2 separate regions of the Gasterosteus aculeatus genome follow, and region 1 is linked to region 2. A link is a contact called in public Hi-C data. All regions are on one chromosome and are shown on one strand. The core of a region is the stretch at or near the end of the contact, and the rest is flanking DNA. Distances in the headings are between cores, read along the strand shown.

Evidence for each region. Hi-C and Micro-C count contacts between places; a contact is called where the count stands out from the background.
Region 1: a contact with region 2 is called in a Hi-C map of skeletal muscle, with 3 times the contacts expected there. The contact joins the promoter of tfap2a here to the enhancer-like site in region 2. A contact is called at or near these places in 6 of 6 Hi-C or Micro-C datasets (blood and trunk muscle, liver, skeletal muscle and 2 more).

What each region holds. Positions count from the first base shown.
Region 1 is chr21:11,724,099-11,731,255 of fGasAcu3.hap1.1, reverse strand. It overlaps tfap2a (transcription factor AP-2 alpha), which reads left to right and starts at 2,576. Exons shown (of 7, transcript XM_040167706.2): 1 at 2,576-2,756. The coding sequence starts at 2,724.
Region 2 is chr21:11,676,617-11,683,488 of fGasAcu3.hap1.1, reverse strand. No RefSeq gene overlaps it. Among protein-coding and RNA genes, the nearest start is that of tfap2a, 49 kb to the left of the region's middle. Within about 2 kb of position 3,793, at least 1 of the 9 cell types and tissues checked has open chromatin away from gene starts, as enhancers often do.

The DNA.
Region 1 (7,157 bases), core at 1,327-3,826, 49 kb before region 2:
CTACAGACCTCAGGATGCTCAAGGATAGTGGGAGGGACCTGGTTTTATTATTTCCGCCACAAGGTGGCACTACAGGATTAGATTAAGTTTTATTTAAGAGGTATCGCACATCGCCGAGCTTTGACAAGACTTGAGTTGCCGCGCGCCCCACATTCCAATGTTGCTTTACATGTAGAGCAAAATGTCTGGAAAGGATCAAACACACATCATAGCACCAGAATATGTATTTTCAGTATTTGAGCCTTAATGGGTGATTACTGCGAAAACATACCGCTGTTAGAGCTGAAATCTTTAGTAAAGAAAGGTGCTTTAAGGTGAACGGAAGCTGGTTTAACCAAACCCAATGAATGTCATCTGTTTCATTTCAAACGTGACTGATGAACCGGACATTTGGTCAAACCCGTATATTTCACTGATTTGAACATGTTTCTTTTGACCAGCTGCTTTTTTGTTTAATTTACCGATGGGAAGGCTCACCACGAGCACATTCTCATTTGGTTTCAATTACAACGCAATATGGTTTTAAATCCATCTCCGGAAGCTAGATGGCGCTATAACACAATTTATCACAGTTGGGAAGCAGCGTTTCCATACGATGGGCCCCAAAACCTTCTCACTCAACCGACACTGTGATGCGGTGATCTTTGAGAGCTACACGGGGGGTCCTGTACCGGGACCGCCAGGTCCTCAGCAGGCTGACACGTGCAGCTGCCACAACAACAACAACAACAACAACAACAACAACATACCCGCTTTGTTAGAACATTTTCCAGCTTCTCCATCACAGGTCTGTGTACTTTAATGAAACGAGGGAAAGAGGAGACAACATGAAGTAAGAAAAGTTACTTCTTTTTTTTTCTCAATGAGATTGAATTCGTAATTCATCCAGTTTATTAACAGGATTCTTTTTTTTCCCAACGAGACACGATCCCCCTCATACACACACACACACACACAACGGATACCAAATCAATATAGAAAATGTTATATGTAATAATAACAATTACAACAATGCTTACATCAATAATCATTTTATTGTAATTTGTCTGAATCGGAATGGCTGTACAAATTGCCTGCGGTGCCGCCGTTGCCGACGCCTATTAAACACAGCTTGCAATGTTAGGAAGCCGAGCGTCGCCCGGAGGCCCAGTGCGATGCTGGAAGTGGTTGGAAACCGAGCCTTAGACAAACAGGCTGGATATCCAACGGGGACCCCCGCTCCTGTCTGAGAGTAGCTCACTGTCAGACAGCTCTGCTTTAAAACTTACTCCTCCCTTTAGTGCGCAGAGCCCCAAACTATATTTCTGATTCCCCCCCCCCCCCCCCCCCCCCCTCTTTACCCAGCCCTCCTTTGTACAGTCCTGGAGAGGTCTTTATAGCTGCAGGTATTGTGTGTGTAGTTAAAATGTCTTCGCCTTTGAAGTCAAACATGAAGGCTTGTTTTAAATATTAACACTGCAACAAAAAAAAAAAAAAGAAGAAACAAAAATCTTTACATTCGATACGGAATTATGCAACCCCCCTCAAAAAAACAGGATTTATAGGGCTAAATGCAAAATCTCAACAAAAAGTTGGTCCAATAATCTCAGTGTATGAATTAAATATGTCTAATATAAAGTGTTAGATGTGGTGAGAGAACCGACGCAGCTGCAGCGACGTGTGTGTGTGTGTGTGTGTGTGTGTGTGTGTGTGTGTGTGTGTGTGTGTGTGTGCTCCGTAAAGGACTTGAAAGAGGACAAAAAACGGGTTTTGGACTAAAGCCTCGACCATTATCACCTCTGTCATTGCACGTGTTGCTCTCCTCTCTGTATGCGTGAGTGTGTGAGTTGTAGCGCGTGTGCGCGTGCGAGACACAGAGAGAGGGAGACCTCATTCGCTCTTGGCCTGGGGGGTCTACATAAGTATTAGAAATAAACAGTGGATGAATAAATAATGACCCTCACAATAGCAGGGCTCTCTGCGCAGAAGTAATGATGTTGGCAGTTAACCTTCAAGTTTTCTAACTTGACACAGTTTCATTTGCAATGAGGATTCATATACAATTAACAGGAGGAAAGTATAAGATAAATACACGTCTTTTTCGGTTCTTATAACATACTACCGATTTGATTTAAATTTTCTTTCGCCCATATTTACCTATCTTGTTTAATATCATGTTTATTAATTTAGTTGTGAGATAAATTAAGGGGAAAGGTAAACGGCATCGCTTTTCACTCCTTTTCATTTTTTAATGCAAATTTACATGAAGCAAAGAATTTGTTACTCAACGAAAAATTAACTGGATGTGTTAACAGCTTCGATTTACACTCTCTGCAAATATATCTATATTTCGTAGTCACAGCAGGGACTATGATTAAGCTATAGTGCATTCCGGTATCTCTTGAGTTTCCTCAACAATAACTAATATTTAAAAACATGTTCGTTCGATCATTTATTGTTTCATAAAAACCCAATCCGTAGTCTTTGAAGACAAAACAGGCAAATGCAGAAACCAGACACAACGTAGGTGATTCCACTTTCCCCAGGTAGTTTCTCCTTACGCGTCCACACCCGGAGCACTGCGCATGCGCCAACACTCCGCAACACTTTTTATGGCCAGGTGAGACGATCCGGTCAGGCGAAAAAAAAACAACGTAAAAGGTTCAGTTCGGCACCGGAGGCTCAATGAGATAGACACGGAACCGGATCTACCGACAACGACCAAAGGCAGCAGAAGACACAGAATGTCAATTATGGGCAGAATGGGAGAATGGCAGGTATGTGCTGCTTACTTTTAAGACAAAGACGCGGCGGGTGAACCGTGGAAACTGTCAAAATGTCCACTTTTGTTGTGCAGCAAGAGGCCGCTTTCGTGAACACGTTCCATGAAAAGAGTCGGTGTATAGTTCACAGGCACACGCTAACACGAAGAACTTATTTCATAAGGAACGCTTCTTCTTTTGGGGGGCCGTGAAAGAGTGAGGATGTTGATCGCGTGGGGTTGTAGGTTGTAATTCAGGCGGACGGTCATGTGTTTGAATCAGAAATGTGTGGAAAGCATGAGACGTGGGTTTTGGTCGTGGAGTATTTCATATGAAACGCAGCCCTTAATATGCGGTTGCGTGTCTGAGGTGAGATGTGATTCGTCTAGCCTTTCGCGTGTATATTCACACAGGATCCATATTTGGATTGCGTGTTTCCCACTCGCAAGTTTCCAAAGCATCCCTGGTCTCGTCACTGGAATACGGGGCCTTGTTTTGTGAGGTGTGTGGGGGGTTAAAGAGACGCTAAACTTTAGTATCACTGCTTTAAAACGGAGGAAAAATCATCCCCACAGACAGCCAGGCTGGATCAACAGAAACGCACATGCACATAGCTGTCATTGTCAGCCAGTTTCATCGCTCCATTCTCATTAATAGCCCAACTGCTGCTGCTGCTGCAAAAAAAAAAGACAAGCCCTCCACCAAAAATGGTAATCTGGGTTTTTAAAACGAGAGCAGCCAACGCCTTGAAAGAGCCGGCGACCTGTCTGCCGACCCACGACCTGCTGAGGTGAAGGCTCGGCCGGCGACAGGGAAGAGCCGGGCTCCCCTGGCCGTTCATTCAAATGAAACAAGGCCATGTTGTTGTGTTAATTATTTACATCCCCCCCCCCCCCCCTAACCCCCACACACCGGCAAGCCCTCCCCTTACAGGTAGTCAATGGACCTGTAGAGCCGCTCCGAATGGCTCACCTGTTTACCATAACACAGGAAGAATGGCCTCTCAAGGCTCCGCGCTCTCAATGGGATTAAAATAACAGTTTGGGAGTTTTTTTTTTTTAAAAAGCCCAAAAGTGTGTGTCAGGGTTGTATTTGCATAGGCCTGCCGTCCTAGAGAAGTAATGGAGACACGAGGATGAGCGGATTTGTTTTCAGTCAATGTAGACTCTTTCTTACAGCAGCATGATATTTGAATATTATTTCGTTCTTCGTTATGAAAATTGAACGTGAACGTGTAATTTGTGCAGCCCGACGCGCTTTGCTCGAGCCTCGACTTGTAGAAAACCGTCCCAGGTGCATGCAGATCCACATGCATGGCTCTGCCCTCTTCCCCCCTCAATACACGCACACACACACAGCTCGCAGAACAGTCGGAATAATAAGCGTGTATAGCGTCCTATCGTTTTAGTTTTTACCTGTGCGCTGTCCATTGGTGTTGGTGTGAGCAGATGAGGGGAGGGGGGTGGGGGGGGGGGGGGGGGGGGGGGGGGGGGAGAGGGGGGGGGGGAATCAAACGACTGTTGATATGCTAATGAGGCCCTGTGCCAGTGTTATTACAGAGCTGCTCCAGCCCTTCACTTCTACCATTAGAGGGAGACCTCAGAGCGCAAGACAGACAGAAGCCCACAGCTTCAATAAAAGTAGTTTTTCTGAGCGGGGAGCACAATTCACTGAGTGAAAACAAGACTAAGGCGATACCACTCAATATCCACCTCAACAATCCATGAAAATGCTTTGGAAATTAACTGATAACATTAAATATGAAGATTGCGAGGTAAGGGACTCCTCTTTGATTTGTTTAATTTAATTTAAGTTTGATATTTTTGTTTAAGATGATCACTTTAGGGGTACGTTTCATTGTTTTGATCCAAATATGTCAGTCTTTTGACAGGTGTTAGTGAACACATTTAATTTAAGTGCAGAAAGTAATAGATACATGTTTTTTATATATATTTTACTAGGATCTTCTGTTTGGGTATTTGTGCGTATCAAAATTAGAAGATAAGCAGATAGTGGTAAAATCGATGATAAGAAATAAATAAACAAAAATAATAACGATGGTTTTGTATTATGCTAATAACAGAAATATTTTAAATGCAATTCACACCAGTTACATCTTTATTTTCATTTTTTAAATATCACATAAAATATTTTATCCATATATAAAATAACAAGCGGATACTTAAAAAATGTATACACCATTAATTTCATTAAAATAAATATATCTTGACTAAATGGCAAATGCCGCCACACTTCGCTGCTTAACCAACATGGACATTTACTCCTTAGTTTTCATTTATTTGAAACATGAGGCATTAGAATATGCGTGTGTGCGTGTCCGTATGAGGTGCATGCGCTGACTGATTGTTGTTGGTGCCATAAACAAAGTTTGGCACGAACATCAGGGACTTCTTTTTAGCAGTGGAGAAGCCGGTTGAACGTGTTTTCACTCGCGTCCTCAGAGGATATTCTTATACAAAAATATAAGCAAAGCTCGGCGTTCAGATTGTGGAGATTATTATTTTTATTATTATTATTTGTTATTTACAGGCAATGTTTCCCCTCTGGTGGATGCAAATACGTATAAAAACGCGCAAATGAAATCCAGTCCCAGCCCGGTGTTTCGTTATTTGAAAAAAACAAAACAAAAACTAAAGGTGTGCTGAGGGAGAAAAAGGGGGAGTGGAGCTCGGCGAGTCGCATGTAGAAAAAAAAAAAAAAAGAAAAGTTGGTAAGAGCGGCGGATCCGCGCGGCCCTGTCATAGAGACTTGGGGCATTTTATTCTCTCCCCCCCGCGACCCTCCGTCAACACATCTAAAAGTTAGCCGGTGCGACTCTGTCTTTTTGGAGTCGGAAACGGAAACCGGTGGATTTATTCGGCGGAGCAGACAGAGGAGCGAGAGAGGGAGAGAGGGGGAGAGGGGGAGAGAAAAAGCCCCCATGGAGGAGAGCTCGCTGTCGGAGTCTGAGGCGGAAAACAAAGAGTGGAGCTGTAGGAGCGAGCCGCTCGGAAAGCCCGCAACGTCTTCTGCCGGATTTTCACCCAGCTCAGAGGTGCACGTTGTTTTCCTTCCATCGCTTCCCTCCCCCCTCTCCCCCCTCCCTCCCTCCCCTGTCTGTCTGTGGTCCACCTCCCTTCATTCCTATATGCCTTTCCTTCACTTTTGCGCTTTGGCCTTGGGACCCTTTTAAAATACCCCCCCCTCCTCCTCCCCCCCCCCCTTCTCTCTCTCTGATTCGTCAGACGGGAGTGAGTGTCCCTCTTTTTGTCTCTCTCTCTCTCCACTCCCTCCACAGTCTCCCTCCCTCTCTCTCTCCCTCCCCATCTCTGATTAGATATACCGATTCCTCCTTTCAATGGACGTCATTTAAGCGCAGACTCCTGCCTTGAGTTGCGTCCTCCGCTTCACGCCCGATTTCCGACCGTTCTTTCCCTCATTATTAAGTATTCCTGCGGTGCTAATAGTCATGAATGCGCTCTATTAGGAGTCCGAGGGGAGAGAGACGAAGAAGCGGCTCTTTTGCTAATATGAGCTCAAGCGAGGGGACGGCAGCACTGTGATAGAAGCCAAAGGGGGAGAAAAGGGGAGAAAAGAGGGTTCACCAAGAGAAACTTTTCGACCCAAAGCGGCCAGCAACGACGAATTTTTTTTGTTTTTGTTTTTAGACCCACACGAAGGGCAGCGGGGATCTAACCGTTCGTTTCTGATGGATTATCGTCCTGCTCCTGTGGCACGTATCTGACCGCCGGGGCCATCGTGATCTTTTCGGGAGAGAAGAGTCTTCTTTTGGGGGCTATAACATTTTTTGTTTTGCTGGTTAATTCCATTGGCTCGCCCTCCCCCTCCCTCTCCCCCACTCTAAACACTCAAAGTGTTTTTTTTTTAAAACTGATTATTCTGTCCTTGAGTGGCACCAAAATAATCCTTTGAAATGTTAGTGCACAGTTTTTCCGCGATGGTAAGTTGCTGGATCTCCGTCTCGGACACTTGGAATTTGTTTGCATATCTGATCGTGTCATAACACTTCCTTTGGCTGATTATTATTGTGAGAATCTTGCATGCTGGATACACACCGGAGAAGTGTTGGAATAATACAAGGCTCGGTTATTTATATAAAGGCATACCCATCTCTTGAATGTCGTGTTTTTACCTGAGAATTTACTTAGACCATTGTATTATTATATCATTTTATTTCCAAAACTGCAAAAAAAAGTAGCTCCATTCGGTGCATCAACATGTTGTTTTTATTGTTATTTAAATCCACAAAGTTCTTCAGATTTAATAGGCTGCAAATTCCTGTCACTCAGGCCATGTTTGATAAAGCCCACAGCCTTCTGCTGTTAAAGCAAAGCGGGACAACGTCATCACTTACGGTTGTGTGTGCGTGCGTGTTTGCAAAAAAACAAACAAAGT
Region 2 (6,872 bases), core at 2,544-5,043:
TACTTTTTAAAATTCATTTAAGCTCCTGCAACTTCTGTTTTGCAATATTTCACATTTATTTCAGCTGTTTTCATTTCTGCTTTTTCAGCAAATCTATTGAAATTCCTTTCAGCTTCTCCCATTTCTGTATTTTCAACTATTTCAAATTAATTTCAGCTTTTCTAATATCGTTTATTTCAGCAAATGTATTCAAATTCCCTTCAACTTTCTGTATTTTCAGCTATTTTTAAATATTCAGCAAATGTACTCAAATTCCCTTCAACTTTCTGTATTTTCAGCTATTTTTAAATATTCAGCAAATGTATTCAAATTCCCTTCAACTTTCTGTATTTTCAGCTATTTTTAAATATTCAGTGCAGCTTTCAGCTTTTTGCATTCCAACGCATTTTCAGCAGGAAATGCTTTTTCTAGTTTCAACTTATTCTTATTCTATTTCTTCCGTGCCACCTTTCAACTGCTTCCCATTTTCAGCTATTTAAACCGTTCAAATTTTAAAATATTCAGCTTATTTCTGGCTTGAGGGCTATGTATGTTCAGCTTTCTACCTCTTAAGCTTGAATTTATATAAATCAGTAATCATGAATATTTCGTCTAATGGTTTTCCTATGGAGATCGTGTTTAAATCCTCTTCAACTTCTTCAACTTTCAGATTTTTCAGCTTCGCAAATCTTTCAGCTACAGACACCATTTCAACTCTCAAATGTTCACACAAGTCTCAACTATTTTATGAAAAAAACTGCTTCTTCATATCTATTGTACTTTTTTTATAATGAATGATTATGTTTCACTAGTTCTTCGCTCCGTTTCTGACTTTTACATGAGTGTGTATTGCGTCTGCTAGAGGCGGGACCTCGCAGGCTAGAGTGTGGGGCATCGCAGGAATCTGGTTAAAAAAATATGGAACTTCTGTCCTTGCAGCCAAAGTATACACCCTAGAGGCTTCATTTCTTCAGATTAATGAGGGTATGGTTGTGCTGATTGGATTAATGTGTTCATGGAATCCCAGAGTTTTTTAGTTTTGGCGCAAGGTGTGTTTGAGTGACACAACCTCTGCCAAAAGCCCCATAGGCTCCAATACAAATCTGCCGACATATTTCTCACAAAAATCCACAAGGTACACGTTCTGTCAACGGCCATAGGAGCCGTATTTATTACCGGACAGACATAAAACGCACATCCACGCGTTCGGTAGAGTCTTGGGTCTCATACAAACGCCGTATTTTTTAGATAGCTGTTATAGTTTTGCGCTGGTTCCCATTTGTGTGAGGTGTGGATTCTGTGTAACTTGCTGCCATGTCTCTGTCTTTTGCAGCAGATCGTTAATGATCACAGGTGCGCCGTTGTCGTGGTTACGAGCACTCACACGGCTGCAAGATCTGTCTGTGGCTCACAGCTGCTTATATGACCTGATTAGTGGAGTCACATGACGCAGCTATGCTTTCTGTCAACAGACCAATATGATAAAGACACTCGCCCCCCCTCCCCCCTCCACCCTGACCTCTTCTCACTGTTTATCACTCAGTCAGTCAGTATGTCTGTCTATTTCTCCTCTCTCTCTCTCTCTCTCCCTCTATCTCTTCCTCACCACCCCTCCCTTCCTCACCCTCTCACCCTCCCTCCCTCTATCTACACCCCCCCACCCCACCCAATCCAATAATTTCAAAATAAAAGCCCCATGGAGGGAATTTTTACTGTAATGTTTGTGATGAGGCCTATTAATTAAAAACTTCTTAGTTTGAATAACAAACATTCTGTTTCCCAACCCCCCTCACCCAATTCCATCATTACAAACTAAAAGCTTCAATGATTATCTGTACCTTAACCATGAAGCGGTTTCGTTGAAATACGCATTGCTCTTTCAAATACTACTATAACCACTACGAATATTACTAGTACTTCTAGTAGAACTACAACTGATACTTCTACTACCATACTACTAGTATTTCTACTGCTATTAATACAACTACTACTAATGTTATTAAAAATACTACTATGGCTAATAGTATCAGTATTCCAGCTGTTTCTACTGCTATTGATACTAAACCGACTTCTACTGCTAGTACTAATACCCAAATTACAACTAACATTACTACAAACAATTTTAAACCTCTTTTTATTCATCTCAGCTTTTGTTATTTCTGTACTTTTTAAAATTCATTTAAGCTCCTGCAACTTCTGTTTTGCAATATTTCACATTTATTTCAGCTGTTTTCATTTCTGCTTTTTCAGCAAATCTATTGAAATTCCTTTCAGCTTCTCCCATTTCTGTATTTTCAGCTATTTCAAATTAATTTCAGCTTTTCTAATATCTTTTATTTCAGCAAATGTATTCAAATTCCCTTCAACTTTCTGTATTTTCAGCTATTTTTAAATATTCAGCAAATGTACTCAAATTCCCTTCAACTTTCTGTATTTTCAGCTATTTTTAAATATTCAGCAAATGTATTCAAATTCCCTTCAACTTTCTGTATTTTCAGCTATTTTTAAATATTCAGTGCAGCTTTCAGCTTTTTGCATTCCAACGCATTTTCAGCAGGAAATGCTTTTTCTAGTTTTATATGCTTCTCTGGTAAAAAAAAAAAAAAACAGGTTTACTGGGCTGGCGCTCTGGTCGTTATTTATAGTTTGCAGCAGAGGTGTAATGAAGGCCAAACAGACAAGACTCAATCGAACCACCCCTGAGCGCACGCGCGCGCTTTCTTCTGGCGCCAATCTATACCTTAAAATCAAAAGCTGCAAGCAACGATTGCATCGAGGATTCACGCACATCTCGAATTGATGCTCCGTGTGCAAATACTATATTACTGTATTTATTTGGCAAGCTACTCGCCTTCTACCGATCACTGTCCGCTAAGCACGTGAACGCAACTTTTCCCCCTTCGACCAGCTGAGCGCGCGCGTCACTGCTGCGCTCATCGGTCCACTTTACACGCCAGCAGTGATGTTCGGTGCGGGGTGGGAGGGGGGTGTCAGAAAGTATTCAGTTGATGCTGCCGGAGTGTCTGCGTGGCCGAAATCGCCCGCAGCGCTGTCGCTGCAGCGGTCGGCACTGTACCGCTTGCAGGCGATGGGTTGGAGCTGCTTGCCTGCATGGGAAGATGTGGGATATGAGGGGCAACAGGGATTCGTTAGCTGCACTGCTACACATGTTATTGGTGTGATTGGAATTTGATACAATTCCAGCCAGAAATACTATGAGAGGCAGAGCCTTCCACGATAGAGAGCAGATGGTCACTTTATCGATGCAATTGCTGCAAACGTATATGCCGCCTATTATGCCAATATTCACACTTGTTTCTCAGGGCGCATTTCAAACTGCCGGCTTAATAGTAAGTGGCTTGGACAAGACGCGGGGTTCCTCTAAATGACATTTGATACGGCTATTGGCGGAATCGAATTATGACTTTAAAGTTTGCAATGAAGCGCAAAATGGCTAATTGTCCTCAACTCTGACATCAGTCGTCATTTGGGGCTTTGCTCCCCCCCCCACCTCCCTCCTTCCCCTGGCGCTGACCCCCCCCTGTGGGCCCCTTGCCCACTTTTGTGAACCAGGGTTCGGAAGCCAAGAGAGGTCAATGACTCCACCAAATCAGCCTTGATTACTTGAGACATTAGGTAATCGATTAGAAAACATTAGGTGGCTTTGAATAAACAAAGGGACTCCCGATAGGCGCTGCTCTGCAGCTCCGCTGTCCAATACAGCTTCACAAAAAACAATCAGAGACGTTTGATTGGTTGACATGCAAGAACACGTGCACTCTTCACATGCACGCGTGAACCAAAGAAAAATACATACACACACGCACACATTTATGTGGGTATTTGTCACTTTGAAAATGTTTATTTTTAAATCAACAATAAGTAATATGTGTTGAAAGGAGCCCTTGTTGTCATCCGGTGTGAGGACGAGGTTCACAACTTTATGTGTTTGTGTATCCCCAAATATATGAAAAAAACCCGTAGATTTAAATTGTGTTAATGTTTATCCACTTATGGTTATCGCAGTTTAATATTCTAGTTGCAGTCACTCTCTCTCCATGTGTGTCTCCCCGAGTCTCTCCCTGCGTCTTCCGCAGTCAGCCAGGGGGGGAGTGTTGCCCCGGGCAAAACATATGCTTCTTTCCATTGCACTAATCCAAATGCAGCGTGGAGGAATAATTGCTCGAGTGGCCGTGGCTTCGCAGAGGCTTTGTCCCTCACTGGCTCCCGTCAGCCGGGCACACGCCATTTCAATCAACTCCCTCTCTCTGTGTATCAAACCCCAGACTATTTATCAAACCAGACCCTCACGCTTCATACATTAATTATATATATAATTATATATATAAAATATATAAAAGTAATATATTATTACTAAATATTACTAAATATATTACTTTAGTAATAAAGTAATATATTATTACTAAATTACTAAAAATAATTGAATTCCCCCCTCATGCTTGTTGTTGCTGTCAGGTCATCTCATTTGGAGCGCCAATTTCATTAATATTGACAGTTGCACCACGTTGGCAGGCTTTATTGGCAAAACGGTCGCATGAGCAATGACTGCAAATGAAAATGTTGGTGGCTATTTTGGACCAGCATTATCCAAAAGGCAAAAAGGACACATCCACGTGGTCATCCAAGTTGACCTTATGAAACCCTGCATTGTGGCTGTAATTTGTTGTTTGGGGACAGACAAAAATGGAGCGACAAATGGCACGATGCGGGGTTTCACTGATGTTACCGAAACCTCAAGGCGTTTGGATCGAATCTTAAACGCCGAGGGCCAATTTAAAGTAAGCTGAAGTAATAGTGGTAAATAAATAAACGCATTAGTAAACAACAATAATAACAATAAAAACAATACAAATAATAACAATAATAATAACAGGAAGACGATTATAAGACTGACTTACTGAACTCAGATATGATTTGAACATGTGGGGGACATGCAAGTTGTATCAAATGGCTTCGTTATTAAAAGGTAATTCGATGAGGAAACCAAATTGTCGTTTTTGCTAAATAAATAAAAACCTACAGTTTGTCCTACACGCGTGGACAGCAGCCAGATGAACGTGCACGTCGGCCTGCCTTGCAGTGTTGTGCATAAACACACACCCGGTGCTTCCACAACGCGGGACATCCTTTGACTTTTTTTTTGTTGTTGCTGTGAACCGACGATGGAAAATTCACTCAAGTAAAAATGTAGTTATTTGCCAGGAAATCACATATTTCCGCGGATAAGAGATGGAATATGACAGAGCCGTGGAGGGGGGATGTCTGCCTGAATTAATAGACATGATAATTTCACACTTTTTCATAGTGAGCTATCTGTTCCATCACAGCAAAATAAAAGGGTCACTGCGCAGCTGTGGCAAACCCAAAGCGTTATTATGAAGTTTGATGACAGACCCCCACCCTTTCTGTCTTTTTTCTCTCTCCTCCCTCTCTTTCCCCCCCCTTCTTTCTGGTACTTCGCTTCGGGCCAGCAATAGCTCGGGGCCACGCCGGTGCCTCCCCATGATAAAGGACTTAGACTGTGTCTGTGCGCACAGAAAGCCGCAGCAGCTTCTCTCTCTCCCGAACCTAATCAACTCACTGGCTTGGCCCTTTAACGGTTGGTAACCCCCCCCCCCCCCCCCCCCTCACCCCAACCCCCACCCTCCGCCCCTGTCTCCCTTTCTCCATCCCTCCCTTTTTCTCTTTTTGTGTCGTTTTTCTCTCCGTGACAAACTGCACGTTTTGTTGTGGATTTATTTGCCCATGCTCAAACACAACTTTATTAATAACAACAATTTTGCAATGTTGCAATAATACTGTTATTATATATAAATACTAATAATACTTTATATATATAATAAAACAGTATTATATATTAATGTATATCAAATCGATTACACTACTTCACTTTAAACTTATCCAAAGTTGTTATTCAGAACGGCAACCATTTTTTAAATATACTTTTTGACTCACGTTTTTGTTCACACACTTTTCATCAGCTGCTCAGAAACGATACCGATTTTACTAAAGTATATATTTTTTCTTCCAACATAAATGTCTATTTGTTGCCCAAAATAATAAAAGAAATGGAAGAAATTCATAAAGAAATGGGACACACCCTAAACATAATATGGACCCATTCCCCTGCAGCATCCAGGTTTAATGGGTCCTAAAACTCTAACGGAAGGTGATGAAGGCCATTCTGTCCATATGGGCATGTCTCTGCCTTCAGGTCAGACAGTTTCAGCTTCATCAATGAAAGCCACACTCATGCAGTTTATTCTTCAATGAAGGGTGATTGCGGGTGCCAATTAACACCATTTATTATTGGAAAATACAGATTTTTTCTTCCTTTTTTTCCCCCAGTGGTTCTTTTAAAATCGTTTTTGATTTAAAACTCCACTTTGAAATTGCAATGAAGAATAATGCTAAATCGACTCTCAAGGACCCCTGGTATAGTCCATGTGGGGCTGCTTCACTCCACGTTGATTTATTTGTACGACAACAAATGATAATTATTTGCTTATGCATGAAGAAGTGACTGAACATGCATTACCATGACCGCATCATTACCCATTATCATTTTACTAAGTTGTATTTCTTCTGCATGTCTTCCATGTCTTACTTTCTGTCATGCCAAAGAGGGTTCCATTGTTTAGCCCACAATTCCACGCATTATAGAGTGGAACACCCTGCTAAACAGATATGGCGAAAAGGAAGTGACCCATGTGCAGTTACCCGGTGTTATAGATACCCTTTAATAACTTATAGTGAATCAGAATTTGGAGCTGAACTAATAAAATGTGCAAAACTAATGTATAGCAATATTTTACTCTTGCTTTAAATAATGAATATTACATTGTTTTGGGTAAATTTGGATCTATAATTTC